Linked DNA regions of Danio rerio: region 1 is linked to region 2. The links are chromatin contacts, called in public Micro-C maps. All regions are on one chromosome and are shown on one strand. The core of a region is the stretch at or near the end of the contact, and the rest is flanking DNA. Distances in the headings are between cores, read along the strand shown. Region 1 holds the start of slx4ip (SLX4 interacting protein). Region 2 holds the start of jag1b (jagged canonical Notch ligand 1b).

Region 1 (6,470 bases), core at 3,756-6,255, 130 kb after region 2:
AATTGATGGATTAAAATCAACAGTGAGAAATAGCCATATTATATTATGTTCAAGTAAAATAAAAAAATGTACAGCTTTTTTAATTAGTTATTAATAATTAATATTATTAATTATTATTAAAACTAAGTTTATTGGTTATTGATTATTAATTATTACATAAATAATAAAACAAGTACTACTTTTGCTTTTAATGCATTATTAATCATTAACTAAATTAACATCATATAAGATTAATAATTGCTTTTGTAGTTGTCATTACATTGAATTAATTGATAGGGCGACACAGTGGCTCAGTGGATTGCACTGTTGCCTCACAGTAAGAAGGTCACTGGTTTGTATCCCAACTGGGTCAGTTGGCATTTTTGTGTGGAGTTTGCACGTTCTCCCTTTGTTCATCTGGGTTTCCTCCAGGTGCTCCGGTTTCCCCCACAGTCTAAAGACATGTGGTACAAGTGAATTGAATAAACTAAATTGGTCGTAGTGTATGTGTGTGTGAATGTGAGTGTATGGGTGTTTTCCAGTATTTGGTTGCAGGTGGAAGGGCATCTGCCGTGTAAAACATATGCTGGAGAAGCTGGCAGTTAATTCCACTGTGGTGACCCCTGATTAAAAAAGGGACTAAGCCGAAGGAAAATGAATGAACAAATTAACTGATGCTAAATGGATCCTTGGTGTACAGACTACAGAGTTAATAAACATACTGCCTGTACACAGTCACAGAATTTTTAATATCATAAACCAGATTAGATTACTTTGTGAAAATGTTAATGTTTGAAAAAAATAAAAAGATAAATAAAAAAACTATTAAATCTTGAAGCACTTGCTGATCTGATGAAGAACTGGCAAAAATCTGCATAATCTCAAAAAGCATCCTGAATGATTGAATAAATAATAATTATTCATGGAATTTTGAGGTGCCCAGGATGTTAATATTGTCCATGTTTAATTTTTACAATATATTTATATTATTATTGAATATCCTCATATGTCTACTCTACATGTTTTCTTGTTCAAGAAGGTTTTATACTCAAGCCATGATGGGGAAAAAAAGATTATCGCAAATTATATTTTAAGCTATTATGAAGAAATTCCATATTTATTTTTTATAGGTGTATTAACTTAAATTAAACCAATGTTCCATTTAGTGTTAATGAAAACTCTAGCAAAAACTAAATGATCAGTGACATTTTTCTACACATGTTTAACTTGCAGTTGTTCTAAATAAAACAGTTATTTTTTATTAAGTTATTAAATGAGTCTTTATGTTAACTACATATACATTTTCATTCAAAGTTGCAACATTTTAAAAAACATGACAGAATTTAAATTTTTACTAAACTATAACTTTTAACTAAAAATAAGAAAAATTATTTTACAAATGACGCGGGTCTTATGCTGTCCTAGAACAGTTTAGCTAAGAACTGGGCCCAGCTGACGGTATTGTTTGCTTCCCCATTTTAAATGTCTCTCTGTGGTCGCAGTGTTGGGCATGACAGTTTCTTTCTCAGGGAGAGCAACATATATAACAGTATCATTATGTGCAGACTGGGAGGGTGAAGTTGGTGAGTGGTGCTCTCCCACAATGAAAAACAGAAAGACGGGAGAGATGATGAGTGAGAAAGACAGAAAGAGAGAAATATGCAGCCAAAGTCTGGCACTCAACGCGGATGTGTGTGATCCACAGTCGCGTCCAGAATCTAGAGTTAAAGCCTTCGCTATATGAAACGTCAACAAAGAAAAAGACCCGGGGCTTTTCTAGCGCTTAATAGAAACATCTGACAAGCATTAGTACTGACATTCATTCATCTGGCCTGTGGATGAATAGACAGCACCGGTCCAGCATCTGTGCTGCAGAGACAATCAACTGGATAGATATACATACATGAATACTTTAAAAAAAAAAAAAGAAAAAAAGAAACATCAAACCGTAATGTAATGTAAAACAAAGAAGCTGAGATATATGGAAAACATAATATCTCTAACATTACTATGAAATTTGAGTTAAAAAAAAAAAAAAGCACAGACTGAACATATTATGGGTTTAGAACATGAAAAATTAAGAGCTGTGCTTTTTAAACAACACATTGAATACATACAGACAGCTCAATGCTCTTCTATGAGCTAATAGCCCTCATTCCTAAGACAGCTGCTCCATCTAGAGTTTAAATAATGAAGTACAGTCCGCACTTCTAAACAGATAGTTCACACAAAAATAAAACTCACTCTGGTGTTTTTTAATGCCGTATGCACATCTTCAATCGATTATTTATTGTATATTTCTGCTACTAACAGCTAAAAACTTGTAAAACTGTACATGTCTAAAAAGTAAACTGCATTATTTGGAGTATAAGCATGGATTTGGTCTATTTTAATAGGTAAAATGGAAAAGAATTATGCCCAATTTCAAATGTTACAATACATTAGAAAATTAGTATTTTGGTTTACAGCATTCAAATCTCAGCTTTCCAAATATTTCATTTATTTGTTTTTATTTTTGGGTGAGTTGTTATTGTATTTCATGAAGTTAACTTTCAAAGCTGTGAAATGCCCACATTGGCCCCAATATGATTACTCTTTTCTATCCTGCTTTTATTGAGTCTATTCTATCCTCCGTTCTGGTGGCATGGTTTGGAGGTCTGTCTCTCAAAAACAAGAATAGACTGAGCCAGGATGTTAGGTGGTCTAGCAGGTTGATTGGTGAATCACAGCTAAGTATTGAATCCCTGTATAGTAGGCAGCTTTTACGGAATGCCCAGAACATTATTATTTGTAGCTCTCATCCTCTGTTTGAGGAGTTTAACCTACTCCCTTCGGGTCAAAGGTTTCAGATGCTTTATAGGACAAAATGGTTCAGGAATAGCTTTGTCCCATCATCTATTGTTGCTCTGAATAAATTATAATCTTTTAAAAGGTACTTTGTATGTGTATATGTGGGTATGTATATGTGTGATTTAATTGTTTGTACCAAATGCAAAACTTTGCTGAAAAAAGAATCTACCTACGGGTACTAATAAAGTCAACTCAACTCAACGTTACCAGATTACCCTAATTTGCACCAGTGCTTTTGCACCTTATCATCAATCTGCTTGTTTATGAGCCAAACTGCCGTAGTTTATGCAATTCTTTGATATTATGAAAATTAGGTGATTATTTACCCTGTTTGGTAAATCTGGCCCAAACATTTCAAAGAATTGTCCTAAGCAGCACGTGCATCATATATTAAGTGTTCCCAAGATATATAATAGAGTTTGGTAAAAGAAAATATAATATAATATTTTATATTTTTTCCCGAATTTCTGTTTAATGGAAATAAAAATTTTCTTTCAACACATTTCTAAACATAATAGTTGTAATAACTAATTCCTAATAACTGATTTTTTTTATCTTTACCATCATGCCAGTGAATATTTTACTAAATATTTTCCAAGATACTAGTATTAAGGTTAAAGTGCAATATAAAGGCTTTACTAGGTAAATTAGGTTAATTAAGCAAGTCATTGTATAACAGTGGTTTGTGCTGTAGCCAATCAAAACAAGAGGGCAAATAATTTTGATCCTAAAATGTTAATTTAAAAATAAATAAATAATAAAACTGATTTTATTCTAGCCAAAATAAAACAAATAAGACTTTCTCTAGAAAAAAAAAAAAAATATATATATATATAGGAAATACTTTGACAAATGCCTTGCTCTGTAAAACATAATTTGCCAAATATTTGAAAAGAAGAGTCACAGCAGGGCTATTATTTTTGACAGAACTCCAAACATTAGCTCACCCTGGTCTTTGTAGCTGACTATGTATGCAACTCACCCACACAAAAAAAACACAAGTTTTGAGAAATCAAGACAAATACAACTACGACAAAACAAAATCCACAAACTTTTTTCTCTGAGCTAACTATACCCTCTGTCTCAACTCCAAGTCACAAATCAGAAATACCTGAAGCTTTCAAAAACAGAAAAACTCATTTTTTTCAGAATTTATTATTTATTTTTGTTTCAACGATCTCTTAAGCATTGAATACACTCGTTTCTTTAGGTTTATCATAATTTATTATATGGAAGCCATAATCTTTGGTAAATCACAGTAACGACTTAAAAATTCAAAATCATGATAAACAATTTGTCACCTTAGAATTATAAGGTTCTACCTGACATTTTTGTCCAAATTGAGATATTCATATATTCTTATTAAATGACAACTTATTTACATTATGGGATGTTTTTTTATTATTGTTTACATTTTAAGCCTTTTTATAAAAAATAAAAAAATGTTACACACATACTGTTTGCTATTCAGTGCAAAAACTTTAAAGCTCAATACCTCAAAATCATTCAGAACGCAGACAGAAACTTGGACATAACTCCAAGGTTACGAATTCTAAATTATGATGATATGAAGATAATCATGATCACTGCATAAAGGGTAACAACACATTCATAAAACAATAAGGCTGGCATAACGACATACATTTGTAAACATTCAGACACAAAACGTCAAAATTGTGAAATTACAGCTTCGATTTCATTTGTCTCAACCACTAATTTTACAATTACTGTAAAAATAAAACACAAAAGCAACGAAGATTCTAAGATAAACTGATAAAATGAAAAGTTTACCTTGACCACAAATTTCGAGGGCTCCATCCTGTTCAAATTCAGTCGTTAGATTTCCCCCATCTAGATAAACACAAATACTTTTTATTTATTGCTGATATTTTGAGCATTCAGTGATGAACGTCAAGTCATTAGAGTGAAGCAGCTACTCACGTGTTTGGATTGTGACAGATACAAGTCAAATTCAAAACACAAAGCAGAAGGGCGATTATGCGGCACTCAGACCTGGCTTACAATATACATGGGTTATTTGAATGTAACGTACAATAAATATTTAACATGTTTAATCACAATTTAGTCGAGAATGACAATAAAATAGCCGCAATGAACGAAACTTTAATCTCCCGCCGATGGTTTGAAACATGCCCTGTGTCACGTAAGGACCCCAGCGCTACCAGTTGTCATAGAGACGTAGCCGGATGTAGGAAGCTATATTTTTGCCAGACAGCGGTGATTGCTATTTTACGTAAATTGTGAAATATCCTGAACGATATATCTCAGCTTACATAAAAGGACACAAAACATGAATAGCGCTTGCTGTTCATAATTTAACCATTAATTTATCCATTTATTTTGTAAAACACTTTTTAACTGGCATAGTTTAGTTACTCTATGAGATCATGTGCAGCACATAAACACCATCTGCCTGGTTTGTGCGGTACGGTTTAATGTTCCTTTGGCTGTTCTTTCTTCAGTTAGTTAAGATATAAGCTGAATTTTGGTATGTATGACGCTAAATATGCGCGTTTTATAAGCTATTAGGTTTGTTATTAGTTGTTATATGAAAGAAGATATTGCTATTAAGTAAAAGATAAGTGTAGTAACGCTATGTTATAATGAGTGGTTAAAGTACAATACTTTGTAGACTACAAATAAAATGTACTGACCTCATAATAAATAACCACATAACACTATCTGAATTATTATAACCAAAGACTTTAAAAGATACTTTGTTATAACGTAACTATTTAGCCGTTTATAATATTTATAATATTAATATTTTGGAACTTTGTTTTTTTAAACAAAACCATATTTATATCAGCAACATCTCGTGAGCAAATTAAAGTCGTAAATATTTTCAACGTTACCATGATTTTACCATGTTATTACTACATATATGACCTTTTGTTAACTTATAAACAAGTTGCTAACTATAAACAGATGCAAAATAAATTTTGATAAGAATCAAATTGCCTTAGTGTATTATAAATTATTTAATATGTTAATGTAAATATTGAAATAGTATAATTTAATATCTCATCAAAAATAATCACTTAATATTTCATATGTAAGATTTTTTTTTTAAAATGCACATATATTCCAATGAAATAAATAGATAATAACTAAAGATTGCTCAAAAACTGTCATAATGTATGAAACATAAATAATTATTTAGATGAAAAATTGCAAAAATGAATTCCCTCACTGAAAACAATGCATTTTTAGACATTTTTATTTATCTGGTTCAGGTTAAATGGTTCCAATTGTGTTATGATTGTTAAATATTGTTTTGTCATTTAAAATAACTAGTGAATGGCAACAGTCATAGGACGTTATATATACAGTTACCTATAGGTTGGGCCAGACAGAATTTGCGGACATTTTTAGCTATTTCTGCACAGAAAATGTTTAAATTTAAAAGATTTTGGGAGTATCATTACTGAAACTTGATATATGAAATAAAAAATAATACCTTTTAAACTTTTATTTAATGTATACAACGCAAATCCAATTAGATCCACTTAATTAGTAAAATAAAGCGAGTACAATACAATACAATACAATACAAACTGTATTGTAAATTAATCATAAGAACATTTTCATATTAGTCAATAATATTACTTTAAATTCAT
Region 2 (6,303 bases), core at 3,745-6,244:
AATGTAGACCAAAATATTCAGCAACTATTTTAGTTTGGAAAGGTCATTTTTGAGAAAATGCCTCTGACGATGAGGAAAAGAAGGCCTCCGATATTGCGGAAAAAACTGCTATCGTTATCAAATTTAAAATATAAACTCCTGACACACTTGGCATTAAAGGTATATTTTTTCAAAACTATTACATGAATGTTTTCCTTTGTTTGTATATGAAAAAAAAAACATAAACACAATACAATTTTTCTTTCTCATTAATTCATATAGCTCACTGGGGTCAAGAACTGTTACTATTTAAAGTAAGGTAGGTGTAAATGCCCAAAATAACAAGTTAATATCTTTTTAGCTTTTTTTTTTTTTTGTACTAAATAATTTTTATTCAGCAGTTGCAATCCATTAATAAATTAGGTTAAATTAGAATAAACTATAACAACAATAAAAAAAATTTTGAGAATAGATCTAAATAGGTATTTACTTTTTTATGCTTTTGTACTTAATTTTGTTCTCTTTTTAAAGAATACACCTGATAGAATATTAGGTCATTTTATAAAGTGAAATAAAAAAGATGTATAAAAATTGTATTTTTAAATGTGATATTATTATGACATTTTATGTGGTTACCCATTATAAATAATGAAGAATCACAAATAATTAAAGCCATATAATGTTTCAAAAACTTTTCATTAAAAAGCAAAAAAAAAAAAAAAGAAAGAAAGAAAGAAAGATTTTGTAAGTTGTAATTATTATTATTATTATTATTATTAATAATAATAATAATAATAATAATAATAATAATAATAATAATAATAATAATAATAATAATAATATTTTGCAATATTTATTATTGCAATAAATAATTGTCTTTCAATTTCTAAATTTTGGTGACTAAAATATTATTTTAATAAATATATCTTATTATATATTTATATATAATAAATTTGTTTTGTTTAAATGCACCAAAATACATTGCCTATATTCACTGAGAAATAGATGAAAAAATAGTCACTTTCAAAATGGGCTGTACTCAATTTTGCTCAGCATTATAACATTCTTAGATCATGTGCACAATTTTACCAGGATATAATGCAAAAACATTTTCCAGGTTTTGTATCATTAAAAAAAAATCTTCAAATTACATGCTTCAAATCAAGATTCTGAACTCCCGACCTTCACCTTCAACAACTTTGGATGTTGCAATAACAGAGTGAACATGATATTCTCTATAATATAGGACTAATCTCACTAATCCATAGTCGCTTTTAAACTAGCACCATCTTAAAAGTGGCACGTCAAGATTCTCTAACAAAAGCATTCGCTTAAATCCAACAAACCTGTCTGACTTTCAAAAGCAAGGCTTTGGCATCCCAAATGAAATGTGAATGCGGATATCAAAATGGGTGAAACCCTTTGAGAGGAAAGCGCTCAAGTTTTGAGGTCTAAATAGTCTAATTAACCCTTATTACACAGAGTGGCTATTTGAATGCAGTGAGAAACCTGAGACCTCTCTCGGGGGTCACAATCTTTTAAAGGCACAGTGGTCGGTACAAAAGGTCCAGAGCACCTTTAATCTTGAACCTCACCGACAGGAAATATCAGCCTGGCATCTTGCCCTCAACTTGCTATAGATCTCCTTTATGTGGCCACACACACTATTAAGGGATGTGATTTTGCTGTCATTGCAATATAAAGGTGAAGAGGTAAAAGGATATATCAAATAAAAATCTCAACTTAAAGTAGACCATGAAGTAAACCATTTGAAGTTTTTTTTCTGCACTGAAAGGAATAAATACCAACAATTCTTTCCAATACAGCTTTTCCTGATTCAGTTTATAAATTTAGTGAATCGTTTACTGTTGGTTTCCTCTGACTGGATAATATTGAAGGAGTGACTCTACTTTTGCTATATTTAATCAAGAAATCACAATATTTTATTTTAAAAAATAATAATGTAGGTTTCCTAAAGTTAAAATACTGTTAAATAGTATTATTATAAACTATATAAATTACAGTAGATAAGTAAATATTGGGTGAGCAATCCAGTACACAGCACCATCGATCCCTGCCAGCAAAGCCATGCGCATGAAATGTTCGTATTGTCAGAAAAGTGGCTAATTTGTATAAATTCATATGATTTAATTCGAATGAAAATGTATGATATTTAATAGGAGGTGTGCTCTCAAACTCCCCCCTAACCATACACCTCATTGGGGATGAATCATACTAAAATATAACGGGTGAAATATTCTTAAGGAGTGAAATTACGGGAGTTTTCTGGGCGAAATAACAAAATGGTAGGGTGGCGGGAGATGGGTCTGAAATTCGGGATACTCCTGGGAAAAATGGGAGTGTTGGCAGGTATGGGTAAAAACGGTACCTTTCTATTTAGGTACACTGTAAAAAAATCAGATATTTGGGGCGAGGTGCCAGAAAAAAAAAAGTAAAATATCGTCCGTTAAATTAGACATTTACTGTAAAATAACAGACAGGTCGGCGCTCATAGCCTAGTAGTTAAGTGTGCCGACATATAGCACCATGGTGCACACGACGACCCAAGTTCGATTTTCAGCTCGAGGTCGTATGCCGATCATATCACAATAAAAAGTGAAAGAAAAAAAAAAAACTGAAATAACGGATGTTAAATTACAGAAGTTTCCTTAAATTTACGATTGTTTTCTGTAATTTACCATCTATTATTTTATGGTAAATGTCTATAATTTAATGGTGGTTAATTTACAGTGTTAAATTAGTGGTAAAATAATGTGTTTTTTTGACAGTGCAGTTACAGTTACATAGATACCATAAATCTACATACTGTATTAGTTCCTAAAATTTTGCTTTAAAATACTAATATGCAAATAAGTTAGAAGGCCTTTAGGTACAAATATTTACCTTTTAAAAAGGTACTTCCCCAGTGACAGCTTTCATACCTTTATTTCTGAAAGTGTACAGTACTTCTTAACACAGACATGCATGTAAACAGAGGCCCTTACCCATCTTTCAACATCAAGATTTAAAGACTCCCAAAGCTGTGACTAAAGAGCACTTTGACTGACATGTAGAAATGCACTTCTCCAACTGAGGTTGCTTATCAGACGATTTCATACCACAATCCTGGCTGTTTCACATACTACAGCGGTTGTAAAATGATGTGGCGAAATAAGCCACTAGTTACTGATTATCCACTGTCTCATGCTGTTTGACTGTTTGAACTAAGGTTTGTGGTGTGACCTGTAGCATGACCTATAACGTCAGAGAAATATCTGGAAGAGTAGAGTATATCTGGCAGACACTCAAGTTTGGATTTGCTTTTATATAACCTTTATATTAGAACAGCTTTTTTAGATTTACCCCATACCCACAAGAGGGCAGCAGGGGCAGTTGGGGCAAATAACTACTGTATTATATGCGCAACTATAGGGCCTTAGGGATGTCTAAAACTCAGAGGCATCAGATCAAGGCACGTTTTTTTCATAAAATGCTAAATGTCAGCATTAAGAAGGGCCCTTTTTGTATCAATACTACAACACTGATACATTGTATTAGTTCCTAAATTACTTTCCACAATTGAATAACTCAATCTGCAAGGCATTATTTTTAGATGTTGATATGTTTAATGTTATTGCTGTCTCAAAGTTACTGATCCAAGTGAACAAATATATGGAGAGGGATGAATGCGATAGATTTATATTATTTTAACATCGTTTTACTGTACAAGAATTCATGTGTATTGCCTGACTAAATAAAACATAAAACACGATGCTGATATGTTTATTGTAATTGTGGACAGACAAAATAATAGGCTGATCAAAGATAGATAGATAGATAGATAGATAGATAGATAGATAGATAGATAGATAGATAGATAGATAGATAGATAGATAGATAGATAGATAGATACAGTAGATAGATAGATAGATAGATAAATAGATAGATAGATAGATAGATAGATAGATAGATAGATAGATAGATAGATAGATAGATAGATAGATAGATAGATAGATAGATAGATAGATAGATAGATAGATAGATAGATAGATAGATAGATAGATAGATAGATAGATAGATAGATAGATAGATAGATAGATATGAATCGACGGAGGGACAGACAGACACAGACAGACAGAAACATAAATAGACAGACAGACAGACAGACAGACAGACGGATGGATGGATGAATGGATAAACGGACGGAAAGATGAATGGTATATAGATCAATGTATAATAGATGGATAGATAGGTAGATGGATAGACGAATAGATGGGTGAACGGACGGACGGACGGACGGACGGACGGACGGACGGACGGACGGACGGACGGACAGACAGACAGACAGACAGACAGACAGACAGACAGACAGACAGACAGACAGACAGATAGATAGATAGATAGATAGATAGATAGATAGATAGATAGATAGATAGATAGATATTTCATCTTAATGTTTTGCAATATTTTATAGTGCAATCTTATACAAATTAAAGCATTTTAAATATTATTTATTTTCATATATGGCATGAGTAAACTGATAGTAAATCAAATAGATGGATGTGGCAGTTCTGGTTAAATATGTTCTTGTTACAGTGTAAATACACTTAAGTAATGAGTCATTTGCATGTGATGTTGTTATTACTATAGTAAATGCATGGAACGTGCAGCAAGGACACAGTAAAATGTTTTAATGCTACATTTATATATTTCATGTTTTTACAGACCATATTTTTGTAGTTTACTTGTAGTAAGTAATTTAAAACATTGTCCTACCATATATGGTGAGGTTAGCTAATTACTGTAGCATCCTGCATTCCTTTCCCTTTAAAATACTAATCTTTTGCGATGTAAGAACATGCGGTTGGTCCTCTGTAAGTCTCACAGATGAACCCGTCATCTTGTGGGACTGGGGGGACACGGGCGGGGCTGCCGCACAAACCACACCCTTTAACTTTTGAATATTAAAATTACGCATGCGTTCGCCACCCCCATTAACTGAACTTGGTGTATTGAATGCGCAGTCAGTCAGTCGCGGACAAACGCTCTCATGGCTTCTGTGTAATGTATACCCGCCGCTGAGAGAGAGACGCAGAACAAAAAAGATAAGAATTTCAGATACGCTGGGAAAATAGGAGGCAGTTTCCTACACACTGGAAAATAGTCTTCTGAAAGAAATAAAAGTTGTTCTCCACCCGTGCATGTTCAATCGGGGAGTACATTAGAGCCGTGAGGCGGCTACAACTTCTGAGTCTCAAAGCAACACCAGCAAGAAGGCATGATTCTGCGACGGAGTTCAGTATTTTCTGCTTTTTACCTTCATGCCTTTTTGTTATGCTTGCGGACGACGGTGAGTCTTGATTTAAGTCATTACATAGTTTGGGGTAATTTGTTTAAAAGTTAGATATTCTGTAAACAGCATGTTGCATGTCTGCTATAGGAAAAACTCTTGTTTGTACCTCACACAAACAGTTCTGTATGTTGACACTTACAGATTGCCTGAGCATTTCCAACACTGTTGTCACTCTATAACGAGAGTAATTTCATCTTTCTGCACAAGGATTTAAAGTTTGTTCTGCTCAACAGGTGTCTGACGCATCGGGGCACTTCGAGCTGGAAATCTTATCGATGCAGAACGCGAACGGCGAGCTGCAGAACGGCGCGTGCTGCGACGGCGCGAGGAACCCGGCGGATCGCAAATGCACGCGGGACGAATGTGATACATATTTTAAAGTTTGTCTAAAGGAATATCAATCGCGAGTTTCCTCGGCTGGGGCTTGCAGTTTCGGAACTGGATCTACGCCCGTTCTCGGTGGGAATAAATTTTCGACCAAGGGAACGCGCAGTGAAAAGTCAAGGATTGTTTTACCCTTCAGTTTTGCGTGGCCGGTGAGTACATGTTGCTTCTTATTCTCATCTTGTTTTAGAAAATATTTAACAAGGTCACGCTGTGTTATGATGACGCAACGTTTATGATACATTTTAGCAATATTTCGATCCACGTGTATAGAGTTACCTGATAGTTTTGATCGTGTGCACCACTGTAAACAAAACAACAACAACGCACTGATGCCAAACTTCCTTACATTTCGTCAGTAGCTTTATGTGTGTGTGTTTGCAGAGGAAGGGTTGAAGTTTTATCACTAAGCATTTATAAACGTAGTAATTAGCATTTTATTCCTGCAGTAAATTCACTCCTCATTCAGTGGCTCCTAAAAATGTTTTTTGGCTGTCATCTAACCTCCTAAATAAATGTCAAATAACAGTCGTCTTGCACCTACGCCTCATTATTTGTGTCATTGCATTAGAATGCAAATAAAAGAG

What was found. Hi-C and Micro-C count contacts between places; a contact is called where the count stands out from the background.
Region 1: a Micro-C map of caudal fin shows a contact between it and region 2, with 9 times the contacts expected there. The contact joins the promoter of slx4ip here to the promoter of jag1b in region 2. A contact is called at or near these places in 2 of 18 Hi-C or Micro-C datasets (caudal fin and hematopoietic stem cells) and 2 of 4 datasets of contacts at active chromatin or transcription factors (caudal fin and embryo).

Annotation. Positions count from the first base shown.
Region 1 is chr13:38,926,893-38,933,362 of GRCz12tu, forward strand. slx4ip (SLX4 interacting protein) reads right to left here and starts at 5,006. Exons shown (of 12, transcript NM_200411.1): 1 at 4,771-5,006; 2 at 4,621-4,680. The coding sequence starts at 4,647. It overlaps mkks (MKKS centrosomal shuttling protein), which reads left to right and starts at 5,278. Exons shown (of 5, transcript NM_200165.1): 1 at 5,278-5,338.
Region 2 is chr13:38,793,496-38,799,798 of GRCz12tu, forward strand. jag1b (jagged canonical Notch ligand 1b) reads left to right here and starts at 4,995. Exons shown (of 26, transcript NM_131863.2): 1 at 4,995-5,329; 2 at 5,566-5,868. The coding sequence starts at 5,258.